Regions from separate parts of the Mus musculus genome. Here regions 2, 3, 4, 5 and 6 are each linked to region 1. The links are chromatin contacts, called in public Hi-C, HiChIP or PLAC-seq and promoter capture Hi-C maps. All regions are on one chromosome and are shown on one strand. The core of a region is the stretch at or near the end of the contact, and the rest is flanking DNA. Distances in the headings are between cores, read along the strand shown.

What was found. Promoter capture Hi-C pulls out the DNA fragments that hold promoters and counts their contacts. A called contact is a pair of places that touch in the nucleus more often than the background predicts. HiChIP or PLAC-seq counts read pairs in DNA pulled down with a chosen protein or histone mark.
Region 2: a promoter capture Hi-C map of liver shows a contact between it and region 1, with 2.7 times the contacts expected there. The contact joins the promoter of Gga2 here to the enhancer-like site in region 1. A contact is called at or near these places in 3 of 39 promoter capture datasets (hippocampal neurons and liver), 1 of 484 Hi-C or Micro-C datasets (double positive thymocytes), 2 of 115 datasets of contacts at active chromatin or transcription factors (bone marrow-derived macrophages and large pre-B cells) and 1 of 9 other capture datasets (liver).
Region 3: an H3K27ac HiChIP or PLAC-seq map of T-cell acute lymphoblastic leukemia shows a contact between it and region 1, with 4 times the contacts expected there. The contact joins the promoter of Prkcb here to the enhancer-like site in region 1. A contact is called at or near these places in 10 of 39 promoter capture datasets (cranial neural crest, embryonic stem cells, hippocampal neurons and 5 more), 6 of 484 Hi-C or Micro-C datasets (CD4 T cells, CD8 T cells, Th1 cells and 3 more), 20 of 115 datasets of contacts at active chromatin or transcription factors (the 230-238 cell line, T-cell acute lymphoblastic leukemia, bone marrow-derived macrophages and 11 more) and 4 of 9 other capture datasets (adipose tissue, embryonic stem cells, liver and 1 more).
Region 4: a contact with region 1 is called in a Hi-C map of muscle stem cells, with 4 times the contacts expected there. The contact joins the promoter of Aqp8 here to the enhancer-like site in region 1. A contact is called at or near these places in 8 of 39 promoter capture datasets (the 3T3-L1 cell line, the HPC-7 cell line, HPC-7-derived erythroid cells and 4 more), 38 of 484 Hi-C or Micro-C datasets (B cells, the Ba/F3 cell line, the C2C12 cell line and 20 more), 4 of 115 datasets of contacts at active chromatin or transcription factors (cardiomyocytes, embryonic basal ganglia, embryonic midbrain and 1 more) and 1 of 9 other capture datasets (liver).
Region 5: an H3K4me3 HiChIP or PLAC-seq map of bone marrow-derived macrophages shows a contact between it and region 1, with 4 times the contacts expected there. The contact joins the promoter of Dctn5 here to the enhancer-like site in region 1. A contact is called at or near these places in 1 of 39 promoter capture datasets (hippocampal neurons), 1 of 484 Hi-C or Micro-C datasets (CD4 T cells), 6 of 115 datasets of contacts at active chromatin or transcription factors (astrocytes, bone marrow-derived macrophages, large pre-B cells and 3 more) and 2 of 9 other capture datasets (adipose tissue and liver).
Region 6: a contact with region 1 is called in a Hi-C map of Th1 cells, with 5 times the contacts expected there. The contact joins two enhancer-like sites. A contact is called at or near these places in 9 of 484 Hi-C or Micro-C datasets (CD4 T cells, Th1 cells, bone marrow-derived macrophages and 6 more), 7 of 115 datasets of contacts at active chromatin or transcription factors (embryonic basal ganglia, embryonic stem cells, kidney and 3 more) and 1 of 9 other capture datasets (embryonic stem cells).

Annotation. Positions count from the first base shown.
Region 1 is chr7:122,939,149-122,941,848 of GRCm38.p6, reverse strand. Gm39083 (a long non-coding RNA gene) reads right to left here. Exons shown (of 3, transcript XR_869924.1): 2 at 1,945-1,993; 3 at 1,491-1,770. Among named protein-coding and RNA genes, the nearest start is that of Gm39083, 4.7 kb to the right of the region's middle. Within about 2 kb of position 1,343, at least 130 of the 459 cell types and tissues checked have an H3K27ac peak or open chromatin away from gene starts, as enhancers often do. A contact at or near this core is called in the 230-238 cell line, B cells, CD8 T cells and 22 more, where this site is marked.
Region 2 is chr7:122,019,830-122,022,535 of GRCm38.p6, reverse strand. It overlaps Gga2 (golgi associated, gamma adaptin ear containing, ARF binding protein 2), which reads left to right and starts at 1,338. Exons shown (of 17, transcript NM_028758.2): 1 at 1,338-1,547. The coding sequence starts at 1,448.
Region 3 is chr7:122,287,769-122,290,468 of GRCm38.p6, reverse strand. It overlaps Prkcb (protein kinase C, beta), which reads right to left and starts at 1,344. Exons shown (of 17, transcript NM_008855.2): 1 at 952-1,344. The coding sequence starts at 1,124.
Region 4 is chr7:123,461,010-123,463,709 of GRCm38.p6, reverse strand. Aqp8 (aquaporin 8) reads right to left here and starts at 1,416. Exons shown (of 6, transcript NM_001109045.1): 1 at 1,252-1,416; 2 at 892-1,136. The coding sequence starts at 1,263.
Region 5 is chr7:122,131,595-122,134,320 of GRCm38.p6, reverse strand. It overlaps Dctn5 (dynactin 5), which reads right to left and starts at 1,280. Exons shown (of 6, transcript NM_021608.3): 1 at 1,140-1,280; 2 at 84-152. The coding sequence starts at 1,187. It overlaps Palb2 (partner and localizer of BRCA2), which reads left to right and starts at 1,375. Exons shown (of 13, transcript NM_001081238.2): 1 at 1,375-1,601. The coding sequence starts at 1,554.
Region 6 is chr7:122,250,404-122,253,134 of GRCm38.p6, reverse strand. No RefSeq gene overlaps it. Among named protein-coding and RNA genes, the nearest start is that of Gm29903, 7.5 kb to the right of the region's middle. Within about 2 kb of position 1,269, at least 73 of the 459 cell types and tissues checked have an H3K27ac peak or open chromatin away from gene starts, as enhancers often do. A contact at or near this core is called in Th1 cells, bone marrow-derived macrophages, memory CD8 T cells and 3 more, where this site is marked.

The DNA.
Region 1 (2,700 bases), core at 94-2,593:
GGTTTTCTTTGTAAAGAATTCAGTTACTCGGGGGCTCTTCTCATTCCATGTGAGTTTTAGAGTCAAGTTTCCCACATTTGTCAAAAAAAAAGTTGTGGAGGGGCTGGTGTGACGGCCCAGTGGGTACTCTGCTTGTTCAGCAAGCGTGAAGGCTGGGGTTTGGACTCCCCCAGCACACACATCAATACCACATGGGCTTGATGACCAGTTTATAACCCCAGCACTGGGGAGTCCCCAGAGCAGGCAAGTCCGGGGTCAAGTGAGACACTGCCTGGATTGAGGAGCTGGAGAGTGACTGGCACCCGTTCTATGTGCACCAACGAATGCACGTGCCTCTGTACAGGTGAGAAAAACACACTCACAGTCCACTCACACAAATATGTACAGAAAAAGGTTGTTGGGCTTTTTGTACCTATTGCATGCTTGGGTAGCCCTGTCGTGTTTTCTGTTTCACTAATGCCAGCCTTGTTTAATTTATCTCACTGACATATTAGAGTTTTCAGTGGCCGATTTTCATACCTCCTGGGTTAAATTTGTTCCAAAGTGTTGTATTCAATTTGATGCTATTATAAGTGGAATTGTTTTCCTAATTGAGTTTTCAGGTTACCCGGTGCTGATGTATGGAAACACAGCTGACTGCGTTTGTGTGTCCTGCTGCTACCGCGTACACTTGCTGAATTTATTAGCACTAATAGTTTCTGTGGTGTGGGAATTTGCAGGATTTCCTACAGCGAGGTCACTAATGTCTAAAAATGATGATACATTTATGTAAATGAATTATTTATTCCAGCTAGCCCGAATAAAAGGTACAAAATCCTGATAATTTACAAGCTCTAAGCCCAGATTGGGCAGGCTGTGAGCTATTCTAACTTAAATCCCAGTCAAATGTCCCTTGTTCCTTGCTGTTTGAGTCTCAGTCCCGGATATCTCTGTCCCATCCGCCTGTCCTCAGGCTCCACCTCCCTCATGGCAACCTTCCCCTCTCTCTACCTCCTTTCTCCTCCTCCTTCTGGTCTCTCCTGAAACCCCTCACTCGATCCTCAAGTCCTGCTTGTCTCTCTATTGCCCAGTCACAGGCTCTAGCCTTTTATTAATCAAATAATATTAAAGTAGGGAGCAAGGTTTACATAGAGTAAAAAAAAAAGTTTACTTGTTGAATGTGAGGATCTGCTTGCCTTGGGCAACTAGATCTTGGGGGTAGTATTTAACATTTAAAAGCCTACCAGCCTCAGACCAACCCCCGACACATTTACACTTTCGCTTTCAGTCGGATGCTATGAGTGGTAGAACAAGAGAGGCTCAGATGAATAGCAATTGCAGGAGCTGGTGTGCTTATCCTTTGACTGCTAAACATCCTGCTGGGTGTGGTATTCACGAAGGTTGGTCCCGTGCTTTGTACCAATCAGAAAGAGCTCGTGGAGTTTCCCCTCTGTTAACGTCTTGCGTTGCATTTTAGTTTTTGGTTTTTAAGGAGGTCAGAAATTAAGATTTAACCGTTTCCTCTTGCCTTTCCCTGCTGACAATTGAGTCGCCTGATGCAGTTAGGGTTAGAAATTTCATGGCCTCGATCAAATGAGATACCAGGAATCCTTCATGGCGCTGCTGCTTTCTGATGTGGCAAAGTAGGGTAGGTATATTGACAGTGGCTGGAGGTGGGCTGAAGCCAAGGAGACCCTGGAAAGTTCCCACACAGACAGCCATCTTCTACCTCCTTCCTGTGACCAGGAAGGAATTCAAGAGAAGACTATAGATCTCCTTTGGTTTAGGTTGCTGAAAGGACAAATTAAAGACATCTTTAAAACTAATTGCATCATCATCATCATCATCACCATCATCATCATCTGTGTGTGTGTGTGTGTGTGTGTGTGTTAATCCAAAGAACCACTACTATGGGACAGAGACACGGAGGCACCAGGAGGGAGAGAGGCCCATTAGGAAGGTTACCGAGCAGGTCATTGTTGGGGCAACTGGGTTCCAAACACCACAGAGAAACCTGGGGAGAAAGTAAGGAAAATGCCGTTCAGAGTTGTCTTGTATACAACTATATCTACATCTATGTCTCTATAGGGAGGTGTTGACACAATGGCTGCTTTTATTATAGACTGGTTTTATTTTATTTATTATTACCACTACTCTCTCTCTCTCTGTGTGTGTGTGTGTGTGTGTGTGTGTGTGTGTGTGTGTGTGTGTGTGCGTGAGAGAGAGAGAGAGAGAGAGAGAGAGAGAGAGAGAATATCTCATGGAAGTGCTGAGATTACAGATGTGAGCCACTGTATCTAGTTTTCTGAGTTCTAGGGATTGAGTCCAGGCTGTGTGGCAGGTACTTTTACACACTAAACTAAACCACCAGTTAATGACTCTTTTAAGACATGTTTTAAAGAAGCTAATCGTTTAAGACAGTATAACAAATAAGGGTTTCAAGACATTTTCATACGGATGTGGCATTATACTTCACTGTATTTTATTTCCCACCCCCAGTTCCTTCCTGTCTGCGGCTGGTTCCCTTTCTTTCACTAGGAAGCCCCCACTTCTGCTTTGTTCATGCCTTTTCATGGCTGAAACACATTGGATCATGACAGTACCTTATTAACCCTTGAAGATAGATATTGGACTTGTCTTTACCTTTTTTTTTTAGATTTATTTATTTATTATATGGAAGTACATTATAGCTGTCTTCAGACACTCCAGAAGAGGGAGTCA
Region 2 (2,706 bases), core at 89-2,588, 920 kb after region 1:
GCCCCATTTGGTATGCTGGTGGTCCAGGTCTATGCAAATTAAAATCCTTCTGTGTGTGTGTGTGTGTGTGTATGTACTGGGGTGTGACATTGAGGGTGGGGAATGATAGGGACAGTGTGGAAGGATCTGGTGCTTCAGAGGGACCTCGTGCGCAGTCTTGACTGCCTTCCAGGCTAAGGCCTCCTTCAGTCTTAGCAGAGTTGTTAGTAGTAGATCATTGACAGCAATGGCAAAATTATGCTGGCCTCTAGACATGCATATTAATCCTGTCCACTGGACAGACCTCTTTCTCCACTGGCTGGAGCCAGTCTTATGCCCATTTGCATGTTTGTCTCAACAGTCCTTTATTTTTACATAGATTTTTCTCTTTGGCTTTTCTTGTGGACATATTAATACAACATCTACTTGATTCCTTCATTTAAGTTCAAGAGTTAAATAAAGGAAAATATTTCATGTTAGGCTGGCATGGTAGCTCACACCTGTAGTTCCAGCTTTTGGGAGGTTGAGGCAAAAGGATTTTACTACAGGTTTTTAGGATCTTAGCTTTTATCATTCAAAGGCCATCTTGGACTAATGAGTATGAGAAACCCTTTCTCAAAAGCAAAAACAAAAACCATAACAACAAAGCTGTACTGGTAGTACATTCTTGTAATCAAGTTTGTACCACAGTGGCAGGATGACCAAGAATTCTGGGTCCTCCTCAGCTATGCAGTGATCAAAGCCAGCTGGTTACATGAGACCTTAACTCAAAACAGTTAGAAAAAGGTATGTTTATATATAATTAATGTGTTCACTTTTTAGGGTATGAGAATCACGACCTGTTTTTTATTTCTTTTTTTTGGGGGGGGATGGGTGTTCGAGACAGGGTTTCTCTGTGTAGCCTTGACTGTCCTGGAACTCATTTTGTAGACCAGGCTGGCCTCAAACTCAGAGATCCGCCTGCCTCTGACCTGTTTTTTTGAGAAAAGTATCTTTTCATAAAAATAACTGTTTTATGAATTATGATGCAATGTGTCATCAAAAAAAAGTGTGTCAGAAACCCGAATGGAAGATACATACTCGGAGAAGACCCTAATAAAAATGCTGAAAGAATGATTCTTTATCTGAAATTCAGATTTAGCCAGGCGTCCAGTATCTTTTCTGGGAACCCTGCTTCTGAAGAAGAGGGGACAATCAATACCTAACTAGCTTGGCTTTTGACCTTTCAAGTGGTCTTGCACAAAAAAAAAAAAAAAAAAAAAAAAAAAAGACCTCGTGAGTTGGAGGTGGCCGGGAGGAGGTGCGTGGGGGCGGGACAGGGCCCAGAAATGGGCGTGTCCAATAGGGCCCGCCCCGTCACGTGCCTCTCAGTGTCTGCCGCGTCGGCAGCTGGAGCGAAGGCTAGGCGGCGGCGGTGGCTGCAGCTTTTGGGCAGGAGTGACTGCGGCCGCAGCGCTGGGCTGGGCAGATGGCAGCGACGGCAGTGGCAGCGGGGACCGGATCCCCGGCAGGGACCGAGTCGGCGGAGGGCGGCCCTGGGGCAGCGGCGGCGCTGGAGCTGTGGCTCAGTGAGTAGCATCGCGCCACACGTGATCCTGCTTCCCGCCGCCCTGGTTGTCCTCCGCGGCGGGAGGGGGCCTCTAGACTCACCCAGGGGATTCTGGGGACCTCAGACCACGCCATGGCTCAGTGGCCGGGCGGCACCACTTAACAGCTGGAGCGCGAATGCTTAGCGATCTCTTGTGCCAAGCACTGTGCAGAAAGCGTTTCAGCCATTGTTAGTCTGGTCGCAGGACCGAGAGTACCTGGGTTTACTAACCCGTGCGGGCGATGCAGCTTTTTTGCAGATCATTGAGTCTAAGAGCTTAAGTGGCTGCTACCTTTAAGAGCAAAACCAGCTTTTATGCCTCGGTGCATATTTACTCTGGCCAGACTTAATTGTTCCTTGTCTTAGCTTAACGGTGATCTCTGGGGGTGCGGTTCTAAAGGTTCTCTCTTTATCTGAGGAATTGAGGTTCAGAGAGAATAAAGAATCCACCCCTTGGGTGGGCTCCACTACGTGCTGGGTGCACTGAGATGGTAACACTGGGACATTGCTCACAAAGACATGTTCATTGGCTACTGGCTACCAGAACAGCACCTTCTCAACAGAAGCTGGAGGAGGGGCGCTTGTTGAACGTAGTTAGGGGCTGTTTTGTTTACCTGGGGCTTGTCATAGCTGGTATACAGTGTGTGGACAATGGAGGAGGCCATATTCCAGACAGGAAACTGCAAAAACTCAGGATGAGAATGTACAACATTCTGGGAGCGAGTAGGCCTGTTGGCCAGGAGTGCAAAGCTTAAAGCTCAGAGAATCCAGAAAAGAGACCTCAGACTAATTTGCTAATGAAGTAAGACGCGTGAGCGCCGCAGAAGGGACTGCATTATTTAAACATTTTTATTACATGTTGTGTATTTGGGGTGGGGCGTGCTGCTCCTGGCTCGTGGAGAACAGAGAACAACTGGGGAAGGGGTCAGGGTGTCGTTTCTCTCCTTAGGCTCTTCTGTGGGTTCCAGGGCTCGAACTCAGGCCACAAGGCTTGGTCACAGGCACCTTTATCTTCTGAGTCATTGCAGGCCTATAGCTTTCTATTTCAACATGTAGGAGAAGCTGTTGGAGACAGCTTCGCTTCTACTGAAAGCACCACATGCAGTTCCACCTGGTGAGTTGGTTGAGGGTGAGACTTC
Region 3 (2,700 bases), core at 95-2,594, 650 kb after region 1:
CCAGCTAGTTTCACACAGTCGCCCTCTCCCTTCCCACTGTCCCTCTACCCCAGGGGCAACCTCCTAGCTACAGCCTGGTCTCCAAGGTGTCTTCCACCTTGGATGGGATTGGGAGGTACACTACCGGAGCTTGGCAGTAACCCCCACCTCACATCTCCCCTGCAGTACAGAGGCGACCACGACCACCAGGTGGCAGGATGCGAGGGTGCATTTCCGCCCGGGTGGGGGCGGAAGGCGGGCTGGATATTTGCCCAAGGAGATGCCGGGAGTACCCTCAAGGAAAGAGAAAAGGACCTGTCTAGGGGGAGGATGATAGGGACTTCACCACGGTGGTAACACCTGAGGGGCTAGGGGGCGGGGGGAAGGTCCCCCCATGCTTGGAGGGGCAGAGGGAAGAAAGGGGCCCTGCAGCGACTTGAGGGTGAGAACCAAGGAATGAAAGGGGTGCTCAAGACTCTGGAGGCGAAGTAAGAGATAACCCAGGGCACTGCTCTAGGGACGCAGAGGGAAGGATGCTCCACGCCCCGGGGAAGTAGAGGACACCCCAGAGAGCTGCCCCGGAAAGGAGGGGTGAGGGTGAGAGCTCCTCGAGCCCGGAAGGAGGCAGAAAGATCGGGAACCTCAGGCGAGAAAGACACCCGCGGAGCTGCCCTGCCGAGGAGGGACAGCCACACTGAGCCCTGAGCCAGGTGTCGAAAAGGCGCCTGCAGCGCTGTCCCTAGGCGCTCGGGCGACAGAGTGCAAGAGGGCAGAAGGCGCCTGGCGGCCAGCCGTCTGGGAGCAGAGAACCCAGCACCTGAGGGACTGGCCATCCGGGAGCGCAGGGCATAAGGGTCCAGCGGGATGGGGGTGATCACACGGCTCCTCCCCCCGGGGGCAACAACAGGGGTCCCCATGCGTGTCGCTGCCCTCTAGGGCCCCAGGCAGGTGGCCCGCGCGGCGCACTCTCACCAGATGAAGTCGGTGCAGTGGCTGCAGAAGGTGGGCTGCTTGAAGAAGCGGGCGGTGAATTTGTGGTTCTTCACCTCGTGCACGTTCTTCTGCCGGAGGGCGCCTTTGCGGGCGAAGCGCACTGTGCTCTCCTCGCCCTCGCTCGGCGGCGGCCCCGCAGCCGGGTCAGCCATCTTGCGCGCGCGGGGACTGGGGGGAGCCCCGAGAGGTGGCGGCCCCGGGGCGGCGGGACCGCGGGGCTGCAAGCCCGGAAAGGCGCGGGACTAGGCGGCCGCTGCTGCCGCCCGGGGACCGCAGGGCCGCGCTGCCCCTTCGCGCCGGCTCTGGCGGCGGCCGCGCGCGCGTAGCTGGGCTGTCACTCGCCCAGCTGCTGCCGCTGGTCCAGCTGTGCTTGGCACCGCTGGCCCCAGCTGCGGGGGAGGGAGGCGGAGCCCCAGTGTAACCCCGCCTCCCTCATTTGCATGAAACCCAGGCCCCGCCCAGAGCCGCCAGCTGCTTTACATATCGGCACCACCAGTACCACCAGCAGAGACACACACAGACACACACACACACATACACGTACACCGCAACCCGCAGGCCTCCCAGCCAAGTGTTCTTAGCCGCAGCGCTGCGGCGCGAGGACCGCAGTCTGCGCTGGACAGATCTGAGCCGCGCCCCTGGCACCCTGTCCTAGGCCCTGGGGTGCGTTAAGATGAGCACCTCGGTTGATCCAGCAATGACCAAACGCCTAAGGACCCAAGGGGCTCAAGGAGATGAGGGTTGAACAGGCTGGAAGCAGCCAGTTTCACCTTGGCCTCTGCAGAGACTGGTACCCAGCACCCTCCATCCATCATCCCATTGGTCATTCGGCATGCGTCTCCTGGAGGGATGGGCTTTCATTGTCACTCATCCGGAAAGGCCTGTGGCCACACACACACACACACACACACACCAAGGTCTGCAGAGGTAGGGGAGGACTATACATATATGCATATGTATATATGTATATATCCACCACAAAGACTTGTCTCCACTTGCTCGAACACTTAGAACTCTCTCCACAAAAAGACAGTTTCCCCAACCCCAAAATGGCTGGGCTAATGATGACAGGAGACAAATTTAATAAATGAGCGTTTCCCTACATTTCATTCACTTTTGTCCCTTCTGGTCATACTTGTGCAGTCTGTTAAAACAAAAGTCTATGTGATTGGAAATACCTAGGTTTGTGTGGGTTAAGATCTCCCCAGGTGCTGTCCTCACACCTGGGGCCTTCTTGTATTTGTTAGGAGAGATTTCAAATGTTCAGGGAACATTAATATCCAACGCCATACTCCCCTTGATGCCACTTGAAGGATGGGAAGATAACCAATGATACGACATTGCATGTTATATAAGGCACTGCATCTAAATCTCCCTCTGGTGTGATGCTCTACAGCCTGGGGATGAAAAATGGCATCTGACCGAACTCTTCCACACGTCCCCGGCATTGTTAATGACACCTTCATGTCTCCTGGTGTTGAGTTTAGCATCTGACAGCTCCTACAAGCCCAGTGAGCACTGCTTGAGTAAGTAACAGAATGGAAGAAGGTTACCTGTACCATGCATGACCTGTAAATGTGCAAAAATTAAAACTAAACATACAGGGTGTCAGGGAGGCTTGTGCACTGTCTCATTCGGTCACAACCATAACCTGTATAGACCAGGTAAGTTCTGTGAATAAGCAAAATTAGATGGAAGTGAGTAAGGGGTACACAGTCTCGGGGTTGT
Region 4 (2,700 bases), core at 167-2,666, 520 kb before region 1:
AGAGGCTCGCCTTGGTTGCCCAGCCAGGAAGCCACCAGGCCTACCTAGATAGAAGGTCATGTGCCTTTCACCCTGCCCAGAACTCCTGCACCCCCACCCACCCATTTAAAGAGATAATAAACTGTCCATTGTTTCTTCCCAGAGGGCAGTAACTCAATGTCCTCACTCAGATCTGATTTCGAGTGAGATAGAGAACAGCCCTATCCCAGTCCCCCTGTCAGATGACCCAATCGGAATGTCTACCATTACAGCTGGCTCTTCTGGGAAACAGCCCACCTCCCATCAACCCATTCTACTGGGCTCCTACCCAGATAAAAAACCAAGGGATGGTCATTTTTCTGCCTCTAAAAAACAAAACAAAACAAAACACTCTTGTCAGGTTGAAGCCCCTGCACTTTCTGTGCATCGCAGTGGACAAAAACCCGGCGCTTTGCTTTTTCCAATTCACTCCCAAAGAGTAGCAGCAACAGTAGTGAATACTGAGCACCCCACGATCCCATCTCCCCAAGACAATCCCTCGGCTTTGGACACTAAGCCAGACAGCTTGAATTTGACTCCTGGCTCCACCACCTGGTAGCAAATACCTCATCTCAGTGATGTGGACTTTTCTCTTTTGCAAATATAAAACGGGAAATAACAGAACCTATTTCTTAAGTTTGTCACTAGAATCAAATATCTGAATCATGCTCAGTATAGAGCAGAGGCAATAGCTAGCAATGGGTATATGTTGGCTCGAAGCTAACTTTAACATGTAGTAACAGTATGACTCCTATTTAATAGTCTTCACAGACTGCAGAGCTAGATGACCCACCCCCACGTTTGTAAGACCATAAGTGGGTGCCCAAGAATTCCCCAGATTGGCACTAAGCTAATGATGAGGTCTGGTCTCACCTGATGTTCCCCAAGGTAGCAATGATGAGCCCCAAGGCCAGCCCATGAGCCAAGGCAGGCTGCAGGAGCCCAGTATTCGGACTATTCTCAATGACCGATAGACATCCGATGAAGATGAAGAGAGCGGAGCCCACAAGTTCCACTATACATGGTTGTACGTATTGCTCATACCAGAACACACGGCATCTGCCAGCCATGCTGGTCTTCACCTTGACCTCAGGTAGGTCCATACTACACATTGGTGTCTGCCGTAGGGGGAAAAAAAGACAGGAAACATGGGTGGCAGAGGCCCCAAGACAAAAGCCCCCACCCCCAGCCTTGACCAAATCCTTAGTGCCCTTGCCCAGGCAACAGACTCACCTCCCCAGACATCTGCTCAAGAAGATCCGAGCCAGAGCTACCAGGAGCTTCGCCGGCTGCCCTAGATTGTACTCACTTATCTCTAGGTCACAGACTGGAGGTAGAGTCTAGCGGACTCTGCGCTTTTAAAGGACTGGGGACATTCACCAAAGGTGTCCAGAAAGCAATAAAGCCCGAATGGGAGGTGGCCCAGAAGAGTCAACTTTTTTTTTCTAATCTCAACAGGGCAAGGGCCACGTGGGATCAATGATTGCTGGGCTTAGTGCCAGCAACAGGAAAGGCGTGGTTAGCTTGTATCATGTGCATGAGTGCTCAGGCCTGAGGAAGGTCCCAGCAGGAGACACTGCACACTCAGTAACAGCCAGCTCCGCTACCATTGACATTCCACCATCCTCGTGGGTCTCTTTCCCACCCAGGACCTTTTCCACAAATACCCTGATCACCTGACCCAGCGAGTGTGTGAGCTGATGATGGCTGCTGGCTGCCTAAGGCAGTAGGGACAATATGGCACTGTTGTGTATGGTAAAGCTGGTGGACTTTGGAAACCTGGGGATGAGTAGGAGTAGGACCTACGGGCTTACCTACCCAAAGCCAGGGAACCACCAGTGAGATGCACCCCTCTGCTCACACTGCCTGCACTGACACCCCAGCTCAGCTTGTACAAGCCAAGAGCTAACCACGCAATTGAGTGCCACTGAGCTCGAGTCACTTTCACTGTTTCATCGGCAAATGACAGCGACTGAGCTAATGGCATGGCATCCTTACAGGGCTTCAATGAGTGAAGAAATGAAAAGGACTCAAGGTAGCTCCAGATACAGTACAAAAATGCCAGAGTCCATGAACTCAGAATATATGTGTAAGCCCCTCATGGCGTGCGAGTGGCCAGGCCCTGCCCCTGAGGATCTCCAACTGCTATAATCACCACTCAGGTGGCCCAGCTCCGCCCTACAGAGTAAAAAGCCCAAGATCAGGATTTGAAGTCCCACTAATCCCCACCCTGGAAAGTTCTACCCTGGAAAGTTCTGTTCCCCTACCCCTAAGCCCAAAATAAAGCCTGTCTTCTGCTCAGTTCTCTGCCGCTTCTTGTCTGAGCAGAGGTAGCCACCCTCCTGGGTTTTTCCCTTCTAATAAATCTCTTGTATGAAATTTGTCATGCAGAATGGCTTTGTGGTATCCCTTGGCTCCCAACTGCCAGGAAACCTTTCCCTTCAAAGCTATAAAACTTACAGCGGGGGGGGGGGGACACCCCATGAGCTATACCAGTTCCCCTTCCCCACAGACCTGTAATACCCATATAGACACCCACGGGCAAGAGTTCATATGTATTAACGTCCACCAACCTTAGAATGCACACTCGGATGTTACAGTGCCAGCAGCTGGCTAAGAGCCTTGCATACATTGCCTCAGGTTCACCTGGAGAACACTCCATGAGGAGGGTCCAATCTTTAC
Region 5 (2,726 bases), core at 31-2,530, 810 kb after region 1:
CAGCACTATCCCATATACCCTGCTGATACAGTGACTAGCTGAAGGCATAAGGGTAACCTCCTGAAGCTGCCTGTGCCCTTTACCTTGCCATTGAGGACGATGTTCTGGCTTCCACACAAAACAGACTGGCGACTAACTTTGTTCCCAGATGCCTAAAAGCAAACAGAAATCTGGAGTGAAAAAACAGAGGATTTCTGGACTACAGTTTCCATCATGAAAGCTCACATTGAGGAGAAAATTACTTCAAATGAAGGGCAGTCTAAAAATGAATGAGGCCTGAATGTATACTGCACCCCTACTGTCCCAGCTCTGGGTGGGGTGACTGTGAATTTGGGGTTAGACTAAACTATGAAGTGAGACTCCATCACCAAACAAACAAACAAAAACAAACTGGAGAAGGAATGCACTGGGGGGGGGGGGGGAAGGCTGTGGGCACGGCTCCGTGATAAGAGCACTCAGGAACTGAATCCAATCTATCAAAAGAGCAAGGGTAGATCAGGAACTGAGAGCTCAAGAAATGAATTCAGGATCGGTATCTAATGAGCGGTCTAATGACTGATGTGCATTCAGACCCCACTTCCATATTACGGTTTCATAGCCTTCAGTGAGGAAAATTACTTTTCCATGATCACAGACACACAGAAAAAATAATGATAGTAACCCTAACGGGGGCAGTTTACATATGTTGTATTATGAGTTGACGAATAGAAACAATAACGTCTTAGCACGTAAGCAGACTGTGAAATATTATTTTTAAAAAGGGCCCGGAGTCTGAAAATGTAATTTATATACAGAATGAATAGGCTGTACTGTGTATTCCTCTGGAAGACATTATTTAACAGGAAACTCAGGCGTGTGTATATGCACACACATAGATATATATGCATAGAAACTCTCCCACATCCACACTTTCCTCCCCCGCTACACAGCACACCCACACACACGAGATGAAGGAGAAGAGAGCCTAATGCATGCATGCACCGACTAAATAACAATCAGATGAAACACGAAGCATCTCTAAGTCATCCAAGGAAGGGACTGAGGGAACGGGAACCAGTGCAGCCGGGACGGGAGGGGCGACCGTCCAGTCCTCGAGGGTCCCGTGACTGCCAGCGGCGGCAGGGTCGCCACACGCGCACCGTCTCGATGTACTCCGACTTGTTGTACAGCAGTTCGCCCAACTCCATGGCTTCCCCCTCTCTGAACCTCAGGATCCTGTCAGTAGCTCAGGCAGACGGTGATTCCAGCTACTTCCGGTTGATCGGCCACTTCCGCTATCCCCGCCCTGGACTCTCATTCGACTCTCCTCTAGTCAAGCCTGCTCGATCGCTCGGCAGTCTCCAGCTGCGCGTGCGCAGAGCGAACAGAGGTTTTAATTGGCCAGAGCGGCTAGCGCGCGGAACCTGTGTGGCTCGGCAGGAACATAGTGGGGGTGAACTAGGTCCCCGTTCTTCCCAGGGGTTCCTCTTGGCCCTAGGAAGCCCTGGCTGGGTCCCCGTGACCACAGGCCCGAGGCTGGAGACGGCTGCTCCTTGCGTTCGGCTTCCAACCCGATGGAAGAGCTTTCCGGGAAGCCCCTCAGCTATGCGGAGAAGGAAAAGGTGCCCGGGTTGCGGGAAGGGTGACCCAGGGCTTTAGGCTGGGTTTTCAAACCTAGTTCCTGTATCCGAGGCAGTGTCCTCCTACCTACAGCCTCCACGAGAAGTCACTGAGACGAGCGCGCTGCTCGGGTGGCGAAGCTTAAAATGCAGACGAGCCAAACCCATCTTCTAGTGGCACTGCATAAATATTAGGTGTAAAACTACATATAGGTAAACCTAGAGGCCCTCTTCTCTCCCACTCCACTCCGGCCCCGTCACATAAATCTTTCACGTCACGTCAACAGCCTTATATATATACATTTTCGTGTTTGTCTGTTAGGGCTTGACCTCCAAAATAGGTTTACATTGGAGAAGGGGATGGTTATAACGTGTACTCTGGTTGGTTCTGCAGCTGGTGTTCTCCATGTTTAAGACCCACGTTGGAACAAGATGAGGGGAAGAAAATAATATAAATATTACATATAATGAACAGGTGTTGTGTGTGTGCATACAAATTTAGTGTAGTAGTTAGAAGGAGCTCTCATTTCTTTCAGGCTCAGAATATTATTCTCCTGCAAGACTTAAATATTACTTCCATGTTCTTGTGCTTTCTGTGCAAAATTAGAATTCACATTAATTTGTCTTCCTATCCTGTCTTACCTTCTAAGGGTGGTAAAGATCATTTACAAATAAACAAGATAACTCCTACTTACTGATAAGATTGAGGACAAGATAACAGGTTAAGATCAGAATTACTCATGTTGTGGTGGCCCATGACCATAATTTGGTTGCTACTTAATAACTGCAGTTTGCTGCTATTATGAATCAAAATATATATGATATGAAACCTCTGTGTGTGTGGGGGGGGTGTTAAATGGAGCAGTTATAAATGGCAGCATCCTGGAGGAACTGCTTATTCTCTGTTCAGTTTGCATATCTCAAAGGAGGATGATTATATAATAGAATCTATTTGTTAGGGTTATTGTGAGTGCTAATTGAGTCATTGGACATTAAAGTCACAAAATTCCCTAGGACTAACTGAAGCACATTATGAAAGTATCTGCCATTTTTATTATTATGTGTCTGAGAATGGATGGGGACTAAAGTGACTTTAGCACAGAAGTGCTGGAGTCCCACAAAAGTGCT
Region 6 (2,731 bases), core at 20-2,519, 690 kb after region 1:
GACGGACAGCGGATGCTCAGGTAGGCTGTGAGCAACTACTTGTACATCAGAAAACAGCACCTCCCACTAGTCAGGTGCGCATCCTGCCCAGCAACTGGCCCATCTGAACTTCAGGCCCACTTGCTGTGCTGCCTGGACCTTTGCAAACAGGTCTCTGAAGTGAGCACCCTGACGCTCTGAAGAAAACATTCTTGGCTTTAACTGGCCGTCAGAGTGTAACTCCACACAGTAGGACTGCACCTCACTGCCTGCCCTTAGCCATTTGAAAGCACTTTGTCTCCATTGCCATGTAGAGAGGCAGAGGCCTCACTACCGACCTCTCCCTTATCCCTACATCAATTTTACTGGGTATTATTACTAATGATGGTAGCCAGCCAGGAAATGTTTGCTGAGAATCTGCACACAGTTAGCCTTTTTCTGACTTCTAATAGTCCCAGTGGTGGTGGGAGGGGGGTGGCGGTTGTGTGCTTTGGGTTTGTTTGTTTGACTTTTATGTTTTGCTTTATTTTTAAGACAGAGTCTTTCTGCATAGCCCAGGCTGGACTTAAGCTCCCGATTTCCCTACCTCAGCTGCCCGAATGCCAGGATGACAGGTGTGCACCACCATGCCCACACACTTTGTTATTTTTCCTTTTTTGAAATTTGCCTATATGACTTGAAGTAATGCATTTAGTAGATCTCTATCCACAGACATCATAATTCATACTAGTTCTGGGTTTTTTTAAATTCTGTGGTTTTTGCAAATCATAAAAACTTACTCTAACTAGCCTAAAGAGCAGGTGTTAGAAGAATGACTATGGTGTGGGTTCTAGGGTACAGTAAAAAATCCAAAGGGACTGAACGACTGTGAATCTGCACAAAGGCAGCAGTTGAAGGGGCTCACATGCTCCTTCCAGTCTATGTTTCCGGCCCCTCCTGTCAAAACCCTGAGGTCCACTATGGTCAAGGGGGTGGGGCACTAGCCTGTCTGCTGTTGAAGCAGTTGCAGGAAAACATGGGTTTCTGGGCAGTCATCTCTGTACTCCTATGATGCAAACGTTAATTGTTCTCCATCAGAATACTTGAGAATGGATTCAAGGTCTGATTGAAGGAAAGGCAGGTGGCCTGTCTCCGATATTATCCACGACAGAGTGCGGGGAACTGGAGATCAGACTGCCTTAGCTCTGAGGGCCTAGTTCTCTTTTCCTTAAGCAATCGGGAAGTCTCTTGCCTCTCTTCTCCCCCTAGCGGGAGGAGAGGTGGTGGCGGTGACGTTTGCCGGGTGTGAGTGGGATGCTATGAAGGTGGAGTGGAGGTGGAGATGTTTGGGGGATGGTTTCAGGTGGTAGTGGTGTTTGAGAGTATTGGAGGTAGTATAAGGTGGGGTGGGGATGGAGTGGTATTTGAAGGGTGGTTTTAGCTTGGGGAATTAACCTGCCGACAGTTTGTCTTGAGATTCTTTTCCTATTTTGTGCACAGAAGTCCCGCTCTGCCCCCTGGTGGAAGCCACCCGAAACTACAAGGAGAAAACGACTTCAGGCCTCTTCTGAGGCAGCCCTTGCTTGCCTTGTTAGATTGTTTCTAGCTATTTTGTTGCGGGCTTTGCCTTAATAGCTCACCTACCTCAGGCCAAGTTCCAGGCCTGCTACCTGTCCTTGACGCTCTAGCACACGCGCAGACTTCCGAGGGCTGCTTTAAGGGCCACAGATAGAATCGCTTTAAAAACAAAGGCAGGGGTTGTAGGGTTGGCTTTGTGGTTAAGAGCATGTATTGCTCTTCCGGAGAACCTAAACTCATCCGTGACAGGTGGCTCACAACCACCTGACTCTAGCTCCAGGGTAGTTGGCACCTCTAGCCTCTGAGAGCATCTACACGCCCACACACGTAATTTAAAATAAATAAAAATTTAAAACCCACCAAAGTATATAATCTTTCAGTTCTGGAAGGAAACTGTCTGAAGCACTCACTGGGCCATATTCCTTCCAATGCCCATAGAGGAGCCCTTCCTTCCCTCTCTGTAGCCTCAAGACATCTAAGCAACCTTCTCTTGGTCGTGAATGTATTGCTCCAGTCCTCTGCCTTCACAGGATCTGCCTTCTCTCTGCATCTCTTCATCCCTCTGTGCCTGTCTCTTTGTCTCCAATTCCTGTTTTCTAAGCAGTACAATACCCTATTATTGGATAAGGATCCACCTGCTCATTAGACGTCATTTAAAGGCTGGGATTAGAAAGCCAACGTGCACTAAGATGAAACGTATCATACTTGGTTGATACCGGTAACTGTGAATTAGACTGTGCACCACTGGTTCCTGATTTGAACATCTGGTCCCCACATAGTGGCTCTGCTTTGTGAGATTATGGAATCTTCAGGAGATGTGGCCTAGCTGGAAGAGCTAAGCCACTAGAGCCTAGCCCATGAAAGTTAGAGTCTAGACCCTGGGTTCACCACTCTCTCCGCTTCCTGGTCCTCAGGAATATGAACTGCTTCCTCTTTATGCTCCCATGGCAACCATGCCTTCCTATTACAATGGACTGAAATTCTAAAATCATAAGCCAAAATAAACATTTCCTCCATTAAGCTAAGTTGCGTAGCTTGGGTATAGGTGTTTGCCAGCAGCTAATAAAACACCTTATTAACCATAACCACATCATTTTTGTAAAGCTCCTCCATTTGGATTAAAGCGACAAGTCCTGAAACCACAATAATTTGATTTTCAAAACTAAAGTAACTTCTTTTTCTAGATATTCTTCCA